2 separate regions of the Siniperca chuatsi genome follow, and region 2 is linked to region 1. A link is a contact called in public Hi-C data. All regions are on one chromosome and are shown on one strand. Each heading gives the region's core, a stretch centred on a gene start, on an enhancer-like site or on the middle of the called end of the contact. The rest is flanking DNA. Distances are from core to core; before and after follow the strand shown.

What was found. A called contact is a pair of places that touch in the nucleus more often than the background predicts.
Region 2: a Hi-C map of an unstated tissue shows a contact between it and region 1, with 4 times the contacts expected there. The contact joins the promoter of atp5f1c here to the promoter of LOC122871305 in region 1. A contact is called at or near these places in 2 of 3 Hi-C or Micro-C datasets (liver and an unstated tissue).

The regions. Positions count from the first base shown.
Region 1 is chrLG23:4,089,516-4,095,835 of ASM2008510v1, forward strand. It overlaps LOC122871305, which reads left to right and starts at 2,668. Exons shown (of 4, transcript XM_044186263.1): 1 at 2,668-3,030.
Region 2 is chrLG23:4,396,617-4,402,483 of ASM2008510v1, forward strand. atp5f1c (ATP synthase subunit gamma, mitochondrial) reads right to left here and starts at 1,922. Exons shown (of 9, transcript XM_044186258.1): 1 at 1,801-1,922; 2 at 1,133-1,167; 3 at 417-548; 4 at 96-303. The coding sequence starts at 1,841. It overlaps kin (DNA/RNA-binding protein KIN17), which reads left to right and starts at 3,025. Exons shown (of 12, transcript XM_044186252.1): 1 at 3,025-3,290; 2 at 3,389-3,483; 3 at 3,624-3,667; 4 at 3,776-3,898; 5 at 4,659-4,843; 6 at 4,942-4,990; 7 at 5,178-5,229; 8 at 5,342-5,486; 9 at 5,586-5,717; 10 at 5,823-5,867. The coding sequence starts at 3,177.

The DNA of each region.
Region 1 (6,320 bases), core at 1,418-3,917:
GTGCAGACACCTCGTTCAGACAGGGAGGGTCACACAGAGTTTGAGCTGATGACACACATGTAAGATGTCACAAGGTTGAAACCACATCGCTAGCATGTACTTTACTTCCTGCAGGTGTTGCGTGTGGATGAGGAGCATGTGACACGCTCAGGTGTGGTTTTCATTTGTGGAATGCTGCCTCAAGCATTCACAGCATCGATCAGATGTCTGAGCGGGATTGCCAGCGTGATGGACAGGTATGCCTCAAAAATGTTCATCTATTTTGAAAACTAAATGACTCGTGACCATCAGGTGCACTGTACAGCACGTTTGTGTGCACATGTGCGTCATCAGTGACCTCCTGACTGAGTTGGTTTCCTCCTGAAACCTTTTGCCATCTTCCCCCGGCGACAGAAAACCTGGTGACACCAGGATGAGCGACAGGCGAAGAAGAGGAGAAATGGCGCCGAAAACTGGAGGGAGATAAAATGGGTAGATAAGGTTGGGGCATCTGAGAAAAAAATGGGAAAGTGGATAGATTGCGACAGAAGAGAGAGAGAAAGAAGAAGGGGGGGAGGTGAGAAGAGTGATGCTATTGATACACTGAAGCTGCAGAAAGAGGAGAGGAAGGTGCACTCCATTTTTTCCCCCTCAAAGTGCTATCAGAAGACATACATTACAATGACAGCACTGTGACCACGCCAACCACATAAAAACACACCGCCTTTATTTCATCTCCCACAGATAGTTATTAATAAAAACCAGGACAAGGACACACACACACACACACACACACACACACTCCCAGAGACAGAGAGGAGAAATAGATGAGAAAGAGCAATGGAGAGTTGAAAAGGAGAGACGAAGGAGGAAGAGCATGTTGTGAGGAGGCTTGTCCGCATGACAACGTGAAGTCGAGAGCAATGGGACTCACACCTCGATTTGTCAGTGTGCTGAAATTAGCTACTGGCCACAATCCCATACTCCACACTCTCTCCTGACGTGACAGCTAAAGTATCTCTTTTTCCCCTCTCTTCCCTCCTCTTCCCTTCCAAGTATTCACGTATGCCCTTATTTCTCTTCTTACTTCCCTCACAGACCCTCTCTGCCTTTCTCTCTCTGAGTCTCGGTGTTATCAGTATCTGACACACAGTGAATCAGGGAGTATCTGGCGGCCCGCTATCAGACCTCTCTTCATCTCCCACTGCCCCTCTGTGCTCAGGCCTATCAATCAGAGAGCCACTGCCAGGACAGATGCCACCGACGCAACCGCGACCACTGACACAACTCACATCTACCACAACGTAGCAATGGAACACAACTAATACATTTAACAGCAGTCATTCAGTCACTGCAACAGAGTATAGTTGAGACAAAAGTTTAGCATAATATGATGTCTAATGTAGTGGAATTTGGAAGATTATGATTTTTGATTATGAAGTTAGGTTGGACTGATATTTAATCAAATATTGGCTAGTAAAGTCATCTACTTCACATGCGATGGATGTTTCATGATTTTCCACAAAACCAGCTCCATTGGTGTAACTATGTGAAAACATTAGTGACACCTACCTGATATTTCTGTAATAAGCTGCTAGCCTACATGAGAGAATTTAATGAGTCTGAGTTTCAGTGGAGGCTATGTCCTACATCCCTCTCTACATGCTACCTACTGCACTTTCTCCCATTATATTTGAGTGTCCAAATTCCATGTGTAAAATGCTTGCAACTGTACTGCAGGGGCGGCCTATTAAGTTGTATATCATATAACCCAACGTTCCTGGTTCAGTTTCGGCAAGGTACCTTTGTTGCATGCCATAACCCCCCCTCTCTCCCCAAAATTACAACTATGGAATGAAAAGTGTAGTCTCTACAGAGTGCACAAAAACTTGTTTTTTTGTTTGGCCAGAATTGAACAGGTACACAGTATGTATCATAAGCACTAAGCCACCAAGACATTCCACAGCACACAGAAACTTTTAGCTAAAAATCCCACAACGCAATGTCAATTTCAAGTCCATTTTGTTTGTAAACCCCCTCAGAGGGATTTACAAACTGGATAACATATGACCCCCTTCTATTCTTAGACCTTAGAAAATGCTTTGCCTTTCATACATGTCAAAATTCCAGTTATGCAACATTACACATGTCACCTGTCACTGATACATTAGAACTGGTGAATTTTCTATTAACAAAAAGGATTTCAAAACCTTATCTGTCTGTAAAACACACACACACACACACACACATACATACATATGTTACATATCATTTGTCTAATTTAACAATCTGCTTTATAAAAAAATCTCCATCCTTGTTTAAATGTTGTCATGGACATTCCTTTATTGATCTTTTAACGATATAGACAAAATGGGAATGAAGGCAATAGTGAATGAATGAGTTTTGACACAGCATCAGTGTCCTCAAGATTAGATTGTGAATAGTTTTCCATAAGCCCCTCCCCCATGACAGGAATAATATTTAGTGGCAACAGTATCCACTTGTAATCTTTTTATTTATTTGGCATAAAAATGGCAAAATAAAGATACTGGCTGTGATTCCAGAGTGAATATTGGTGTTCAGCAGCTTCAATTTAAACTGAATGGAGCGTGCTACTTCAGTCACATGATAAACTCTACTGGCTGCAACATATCAAACGCACCCCCAGTGCACTAAGGGCTACTTAAACTGTGTTTGCCCTGCCCACTGTTTGCTCGCCCTGGCTGCCATCAAGCCAACCTGTCAATTAACCCAGCTAAGCTTAAGGCTAACTGTTTTTTTCAAGGGAAAAACTTCATACTAGAGATACTAATGTTCATGAGGCATTTAAGCTAGCTAGCTAGCTAGCCAGCCAGCCAGCCAGCCAGCCAGTGAGTGCCAGCCAGTCAGCCAGCCAGTCACCAACAGTCTCACATGTTGCCTCAGGACTTCTTTGAGGAGGAAGTTTGTGCTGGCTCTTCATCATATCAGAGTTTCCTTTCCTATTGTTGGCTGTTTGGATCCCAAAAAGCTCTGCAGAGATGCCAGAGATGAATGCTTCACTTCAGCTAGGTAGGAGCTGCTTTTGCTAGCATTTATGTTGGGAGTTCATGAGTTGCTGTTTGTGTGCTTGTCTTCTGATGCTGCTGTCTGTTTTGTCTCAGAGATGGTTGTTTATGTCTTGGTGTTTGCTGGCTGCTGCTTTCGTCTTGCTATGTGCAGTATTTGCATTACCATTTACTGTGGATTAATTTCTTGTACTGACTGAACTTATTTTTCTTTTGGTTGTTGTTTCTTGTGTGCATTATGAGGCCTTCAAGCCATTGAATTTACATGGTGGTGAAATATGAATCATCATCATGTTTGAGTATTACTAGTGTAATGAGCTGAAGTGATTGTGCAGCAGTTTGTTTGTTTTGTTGTGGGTTGTTGCATGCCGGCTGTAAGGATGCTTATGACTGTTTTCTTGCACAGTGCCCATCAATACAATTATTCTACTGCAATATGCACTTCATAGGAAACTCAACATGGCTTTTGTCACACAACATAGGTTGTCGCATTCACATTTTTTCTACACACTTCATATTAAGCAAAGCATTAGAGCTCCTACTCTATGGTTTACACTACTGCAACACTCAGTTGCACTCATTGCCAACCATAAGCTCATATCCATGTGCTAATGGTGATCTGACATGTTGGCCTCAAATGCTCACTTCAAACTTGAGGCCCATGTGTGGCTGAGATGCCAGGGGATCACTGCTTCACTTCAGTAAGGTAAGTGCTGATTTCTAATATGTGTTGCTGCCTTGGTCCTGCTCAGTCGCTGTTTGTGTGCTTGGCAAAAGCTATGAAGATTCTGACGCTGCTGTTTTTATTTTTGGGATCTGCTAGCTGCTCATTTCTGCTTGTATACGGTTGTTGTTAATTGTGATGAGAATAATAATGTATGGCACTTGAGACTGTTTTTCTTTTGGTTGTTGTTTCTTGTGTGCATTATGAGGCCTTCAAGCCATTGAATTTACATGGTGGTGAAATATGAATCATCATCATGTTTGAGTATTACTAGTGTAATGAGCTGAAGTGATTGTGCAGCAGTTTGTTTTGTTGTGGGTTGTTGCATGCCGGCTTTAAGGATGCTTATGACTGTTTTCTTGCACAGTGCCCATCAATACAATTATTCTACTGCAATATGCACTTCATAGGAAACTCAACATGGAGACTGTTTTTCTTTTGGTTGTTGTTTACGTACATTATGATACTTTCATATTTTTGGTTCACCTGGTGTTGATATCTGAATTATCATGTTTGAGTGGTACGGGCTGAATGGCTTTTGCAGCAGATTGATGCTGTTGTTTTGGGGGTTGCCTGTTAGCACTGCAAACTCAAACACTTGCGGCCACCACTGCTGCTGCTCATGCAGCTTTGCATGTTTCAGGACAGCTTTGTGTTAGAAAAATCAGGTTTTTGCCGTGTTCCCTGCTGCTTCTCTCGCAGCTTTATTAGTTGGCCCGACTGTTAGTCATTTTGGGTTTAAACTACCTCCTCAAATTGAAAGCGGGGTATACTGTATGTGGTGTTACAGTTAGGGCTGAACAATTACCTCTAGCTGGTGAGTCTTCTGATTGGTTAAACAGACTAACTGATGAAATGATTTTCAGATGTGGAATTATCAGCTAGCTAGGTGGATGTCCAGAGTCAATGACTTTACAAACAGTAAAGATTTAAGCATACCATGTCATCATTTTATGCTTGACAACTATGTAACTGTTATCAGTTAATAAAACACATTTTGAATGCCATTATGATTCCTTCTGAGAAGTATTTTGTAAAAACAAGTATAACTTTAATGTAAACTCTTACTAAATGTGAGCTAAATCTGCATATTTTTCAATAGATAAACTAAGTTTAGTTTGAAGCTGACTTTTCTTTGGCTGAGTGATTTGATAAAGAAAGCCCTGGGAGGACTGGTGTCGTCCTCACCAGGCAAAGAGCAACAGCAATATCATTTATCCTTTTTATATTGTTATTCTAGGTAAATGTCTGATGGCCTTCTATGTACAACACTTACTGTATACAGACCTGGAGTGTAATTTAAGGGAAATTTATATAATTTAGGTTGTAATTGTAAATGGTTAAAAATAATCACAATTAGATGTTTTTTCCAGTTGTTTAGCTCGGCTTGACACCACTCTCTTCCTTGTTGCTTTTATTAAGGACTTTTATGCATATTGTTACTTTTTTGGTCTGTTCAGTCTTTGTGTGATTAATAATCTTAGCATGCTATGATGCTGCAGAGGCTTCTGGCAGAGAGGCTTCTGGCAGTTTTATTGCTGATTATTCCTGCCGTTGTGCTGCTGCCACCTACTTATAGGCATTTTTATACATTGTTATTACTTTACTTCCTTGTGGTGGCTGTGCTCATTTTTGTTTGGGTTGTTGCAAGTGCAATATGATGCTTTTTTTGATACTGATTTACATAGTGGTCAGAGTGGTATAAATACTTATGTTTGAGTGTTACAAATGGTATTGGCTGACTTGTTTTGCTGCAGGTTGTTGTTGTTGTTTGCAAACTCTTGTTGCAATCACTTACTGCTGCTGCTGTTCATATTGCATTTCATAAGCTACACCCCCACCCCAACATCCACCTGTAGGCTCTGAATCTGAGTTATTTTGCGGTAGTAGTAGTAGTAGTAGTAGTAGTAGTAGTATAAGTATATAATCATCATTCTGCTGTGCAGAGCTTGGTGCATCCTTCTGTAGTAGTAGCCAAATATCCCCTCTGTTCATCTGTTCAAATAACAAATCTGTTCCACATGCGTTCACTAAATTGATATCAATAGGCATTAGGAAGCCAAATCATTTTTTTCCCAACTTTAGCACTCCATAAATTGAGGGCATCGATATATGTAGATGGTTATGGTTATGATTGTCACTGTAGAGGTTTAGACCTGCCAATCCTAACGATGGAAGGGAGAGTTGTATTCAACGTGTTGCTTTAGTTATGGCAAAAAACACTCTATATATCTTTGGCTTTGACAGTAAAAGACCAAGTCTGTGTAGCACCAGCGCCAATCATCAGCAACTACTCTGCAGCATGTGCATATCCACATTTCTCTGGGCCTTTCAAACTAATGATATAGTATTCAATCTCAGCTATCTTCAACTATTTATCAGGTAATTGCACTGATGTCTGTGCTGATTGTATTGCGCTTCAGGCTTGATTAGGACTATATCTACATTTCTAAAAGCATTCTAGATTAAAAGGTGTGATCTGTTTTGGTTTTTTTGTTTTTTTCAAAATATTTTTTTTCTGTGTCCAGAAACTCTCTTCTGAGTAACAGCAACCTCCTCACCAACCCTGA
Region 2 (5,867 bases), core at 672-3,171, 310 kb after region 1:
TAAATAGCTGCTCAGTAAAACAACACTGGATCTGACTCATGGCTTTCATTCATGTTATGAAGATTAACTTTAGGAGGCTCCATTTCCTTTCGTACCTGTGCAGCAGGCCTCTCAGCTTGTCTCCCACATTGATCACCATGACCTCCTTGCCAGCACTGGTCAGGGTGGCGATCTCACTCTTAATGACCTTGGCCACACCAGAGTGGATGGCACCACAGAGTCCACGGTCAGAAGTCACACCAACGAGCAAATGCTTGGTGGCCTTCTCCTCCGGCACTTTGATGTCGGCCTTCTCATACAGGGCTGGAGAGCAGACAGGAAACAGTGGAATCTTAGTTCAGGGTCAAAAAAATTTAACACACTATCAAGAGTAAAATCCTAATTATACCAAGTGAGAGACAATGTGGTGTACATACCCACAGCACCAGTGCCGTAGACTCTGGCTGGCTTCAGCTGCCTCTCAGCACGAGCATACTTGGCAGCGGCCACCATTTTCATGGACTTGGTGATTTTCTGGATGTTCTTGATGGACTTCAACCGAAGGGTGACTAGAGAGAAGAGGATATTACTCACTCTAAACACCAGTATGAGTTATACAATCAACTACGGTGATGTAAATGTGGTACATGCTACACACGAGAGAACAGCACACTAAACTATATTCACATATCTGGCAACTTGACGATCCTTTTACGGGCAAACATGCACACTTTATTGAACACTAACAACTTTTTGTGAATCACTAGGATAGGTTTTGCAATTCAGCATCACTTGTTTAAATGTTTCATCTTATAAATCAGTTCTCCAGTTGCCTGCATAATCACTGTCCACCAAAATAGACACAGCGAGTATGATCAAGTTAAGATCTTTTTAAACTAGTAGGAGGTAGGTCTCATGTAAAACACTTTGCAGTAGATTTATAAGAGATATCAAAACCATGTTTTGCAGCTTGTGTCTTACTACAAACCCTGTACAGACTTATGGAGTTGAGTCTGACATTTCCCCATCAGATTTTGGCAGAAACCATTTAGATATTGCATCTGGGGTGTTATCAGTGTGACATTAGTGTCTGTAATATGTTTTGAAGCTGTTGTCTTTTCATATTAACAGAGTAGTATACAAAAGTACTTACTGTCCTTCAGGGTAGCCATGTTCCTGACCTGCCCACTGAACAGAAATAGTGCATGTGAGCTTAAGCTGCAAGCATTATCAACATGTAACAGCATTATTAACAAAGTCTAACATCAACAGTAGCTTCTAGTTAAACGTCAAGTTAGCATAGACTAAATTTAATTTTTTATTTAAAAAGTGAACATTTACTTTGTTGCTTGCTAGCTCTGCAAGTGTGCTAGAGTCAGCTAGCTTAGTAAGTTAACGTTACTCACTACACAGAAAAAGCGTTGACTGTTAACTCTAACTAACGATATCGCTGTTACTGATGTGTGTTCGACAATGTAGACAAATTATTTGCTCAGAGACATTAATTGGTGAAGTGTTCACTCTCTTCACTAGCCTCTCGCACAATGTCATAACGTTTTGGCAAGTAAATGTCAGCTTAGCTTAGCTAGCTTTAGCTTAGCTAGCTTTAGCTTCTATCCGGCTGAACTTCACAGTGCACCACACCGCTGTCATTCATTAGCCGCGGCCTCCAAGTTAGCATGTCCTTGCAATAACTGCATGCATCACAGATAGAAGACGCACACTTATTCTAATCAGATATATACATGAAGTACATATAAAAATACAATTAAAAAGGTTGCTGTAAAAAAAAAAAAAGTATTTAAATATTTTTGACTTTACCATTGTGGGGCGAACACCAACGCGCTGGTCCTGGCGAACATGATTACTCCGATGAAGGTCAGACTCGCAGGACTGCGCAGGCGCAAGATAAAGGCAAAATGGACGAATGCTCTCTTCACGGACTGCCAGAAATTCCGTACAGATGCGTTTCACACATATGAACGAAGCCATAATGTCTCCAAAAACTTAAATGATCCTTTTAGTGCTTTTGTTATTTCTTGTAAAAATGTCGAATGTTACTCATATAAAACCCCATTTAAAAACATGTTAAATTTCACTCTATTCTTGATGTAAATTATTAAATTTCCAGTTTTGTTCATGCTTTATTGACCAACTAATTGTCTAATTTTCCTCTACACTACATATATAGCTTTGTAATGTAAACTCTGGCTTAAACTTTTCCATATTCGTGTTCCAAGTTAAATATTCTGTCAACATTAAAATATCTATGCCATCTGCCAAAATGTCTGTAGCTACTGCATGAAAATTGAAGAGCATTAGAATAGTCAATTAAAATACACACCTGCTTTACTTAAAAAATTAACAAGCCCAACTTTGAAAACCCCCACAGGTCGTTTCAAAACACTTACCGTCGTTTTGAAGGTACATCCAGAATCCTCAAAAACTCCTATATCCACCTGTATTAAAGAGTATTCCTGCAGTAAAGACATTTTTTATCTCGTTTCCAAAGTTACGACTCTTCTGATTAGCCAAGATGGCAGCCGGACGTGACACAGGTATCTCCATGCCCATTTTGTACGACGCACTGTCGACATTTAACGTTTTACATGCAGATTTATCAAAAATAAAAATGTAATTTCCATTTTTTAAATATTTTCTTATATAACATTTATCTTGTGTAATCTCGCTGGTTGTTTGGTTTACAAAATAATAACAGTTGCAACTTGGGAAATTGATGAATATGTTCCTAATTGTGCAGTTTTTCATTACATTACAGGTCTTTTTCTAAAGTTGGCTTGCATTTATCACTGAGAAATAACAAACTTTATAAGTTCTGCGACCTGAATGTAATCATCAATACAAAAATCTCAATCCACAATCACACGGGAGCCACAAACTGGGGCTAAGTAAGTTTGTTCCAGAAATTTAATTAAATGTTTTAGTAACTTAATAAATCACAACGACACATTTGGTAAAATACGAAGTTTACAATGAGTCCGGGAACGCAACTAATGTTATCGCGTGTTTTAATCTTTCACGCGAGATTATGACGCTACACACGCGGAAGCTGTTTACGTTAATAGTGATGGTGTTCATGGTTTAGCTCTAACCGTGATTCGAGCAGACTTTTTATCACTTTAAGTGTTATTAACAGATAAACGGACGGTCTTGTATGGTTATTGTAGTCGGTCAGAATGGGAAAAGCAGATTTTCTGTCCCCCAAGGCAATAGCCAACCGGATCAAATCCAAAGGTCTGCAGAAGTTGAGATGGTATTGTCAGATGTGTCAAAAACAATGCCGCGATGAGGTGAGATGATCATTAAATCCGTCTTCTTATTTTGTTTATTAGTTGTTGCTGTTGATATTTTGAACTTGAGCTATTTATCTTTGCTGTTTGTTTGACAGAACGGCTTCAAATGTCACTGCATGTCTGAGTCTCACCAGAGGCAGCTGCTGCTGGCCTCAGAAGACCCGAACAAGTTCATGGACTACTTCTCTGAGTAAGTTCCTTTATGACGCCGTGTGTGTGTGTGTGTGTGTGTGTGTGTGTGTTTAACGTTAGCTGCAGTTTCATGAAAAGCAAAGCATGTTAGTGGTGTACTTCAGATGGGAGAGTTCATTCTTGTTTCCTTTCTCCCAGTGAGTTCAAAAACGACTTCCTGGAGCTGCTCAGCAGACGTTTTGGTGAGTACTGATTTCCCACAGATTATCCAGATGTTGTTTACTAGCAGCACTGAGAAACTGTTTCAGTTTGGTCATTTTTTTTGTTCTTTTTCTTCCCCCCATCTGCAGGGACCAAGCGAGTGCACAACAACATTGTCTACAATGAATACATCAGCCACAGAGAGCACGTCCACATGAACTCCACACAGTGGGAGACTCTCACTGACTTCACCAAGTGGCTGGGCAGAGAAGGTAAACTGGGCTTAACATCTGGTTTCCCCCCCTAACATCCACCCAGAAAGGTTCTTCCTGAAGCATTTAGGAAGGGAACTTCTTTTCTCAGACAAACGGATATGCAATAGCTTCCATAGCAGACGGAAGTAGCAGAATTACAATATTAAGTAAATAAAGTACATAATATATAATACTAAGTAAATATTAAATGTAAAATGTTAAAGAGTTTATGGCAAAGGCAGAAGAATATCTTGAAGTATCTGTGTCAGATCCTTTGAAAAGCTGCTGTGAAACAAGTCACCATGAAGTGGTTGAATCCCAGCAACTCAAAAATGGAAGTTAACAATTTAAAAAATGTAAATTGAAAGGATAAAAAAAGTGGAAAGAAAGAAAATGGTTAGAAATTAGGGGGTTAATATTGAAGAAATTAATGTTGAATTGAATGAAATGAATGACAGATTAAGAAAAACATTGGGAGCAAGCTTGTAAAATACATGCCTACTTAATAAACAAGTCAGTTTGCCCAATAACCTTGAAAACACTACATGTCGATCGTGTAAATGGAAAAAAATTACATCTTTTCTGTCTCTTTAACTGAATCATGGACATGATTTTGGTATGAAATACAACTGATTTGGTACCAAAAAGAAATGTAAGCCCAAATATTTGTAAATATATCATTTTAGCCATCAGACAGAAACCAAACTGAGTGCGGGTGCTGCTACATTAAAGAGGGACTATTTTAAATGTGTAATACTTTGCTGAATGTTACTGCTAGGTTTCTGTAAGGTTGACGAAACCCCTAAAGGCTGGTACGTCCAGTACATCGACCGTGACCCGGAGACAATCCGCCGCCAAGAGGAGCAGGCGAGGAAGAAGAAGCAGGACCTGGACGACGAGGAGAGGAGCGCCAGGTTCATCGAGGAGCAGGTCCGCAGAGGCCGGGACGGCAAGGAGCCAGAAGTGAGTTCCAGCAGGACAGACTTCAGCTTCGCACATGCTCATTGAAGATCAATAGACACGTGACTTCTAAATAATATTTTGTGTATTTTACTGTGTAGGAAACTCCAGTTTTCACAGAGCTGAAACGTGAGAGTGAAGAAGAAAAAGGTTAGTGTTCTGTTTGTTTGTTTTTTGGGATCAGTCACATTTCCCTTTTACTTGTTCTCTGCATGAAGTAAATAAAACTGTGAAATTGCAGACAGACACTGTAATTTTCAGGTTAAAGAACCGTTAGCATGTAAGCTTTAATTTCTCATGCATTTCTTTCTACTCACTCTCATTTATTTTTCTGCAGTTGCTTTCAATCTGGGCGCCTCTTCATCTGTAGCCGGTCCTTCCAAATCGAGGTACAAACGTCTCTGTGCAGGTTGCTAATTCTGCTGCCTAATTATCAAGCGGCTATAATTTAATTATTTTTATTTATTAATTTTGTCCAAAACTGTTTGTGTCTCCCTGTAGCTCTGTACTGGGTGCTAGTGCTCTCAAAGCAGCAGCAGCAGCAGCATCATCATCATCCTCCTCAACCAAGAGGAAAGACACTTCCTCCGGTTTAGACTCCAGGGCGGAGAAGAAGAAGAAGTCTGCTCTGGAGGAGATCATGGAGGTGGGGAAGATGATTTTGTCTCGTCTTTTATATGTGATAATGAGTTTGCATTTATTCCAGCTGGGTGTTCTGAAGGGAGTTGCCATGCTTTTTGTTCAGATGGAGGAGAAGAAGAAGAAGCAGCATCAGCAGTCAGTCAGAACAGATTACTGGCTGCAGCCCAACATTGTGGTCAAAGTTATCACCAAGAGACTGGGAGAGAAGTACCACAAGAAGAAGGCTGTCGTCATGGTAATATTGCTTTGTATTTATTTTGGGTGAGAGTATGTTAATGTGCATGTGGGGGAAAAGAAAGAAGACCTAGGTTGCTAATAGCCGTGGATACTTTTGTTGCAGGAGGTGCGGGACAAATATGGAGCAGTGGTGAAGATGATCGACTCC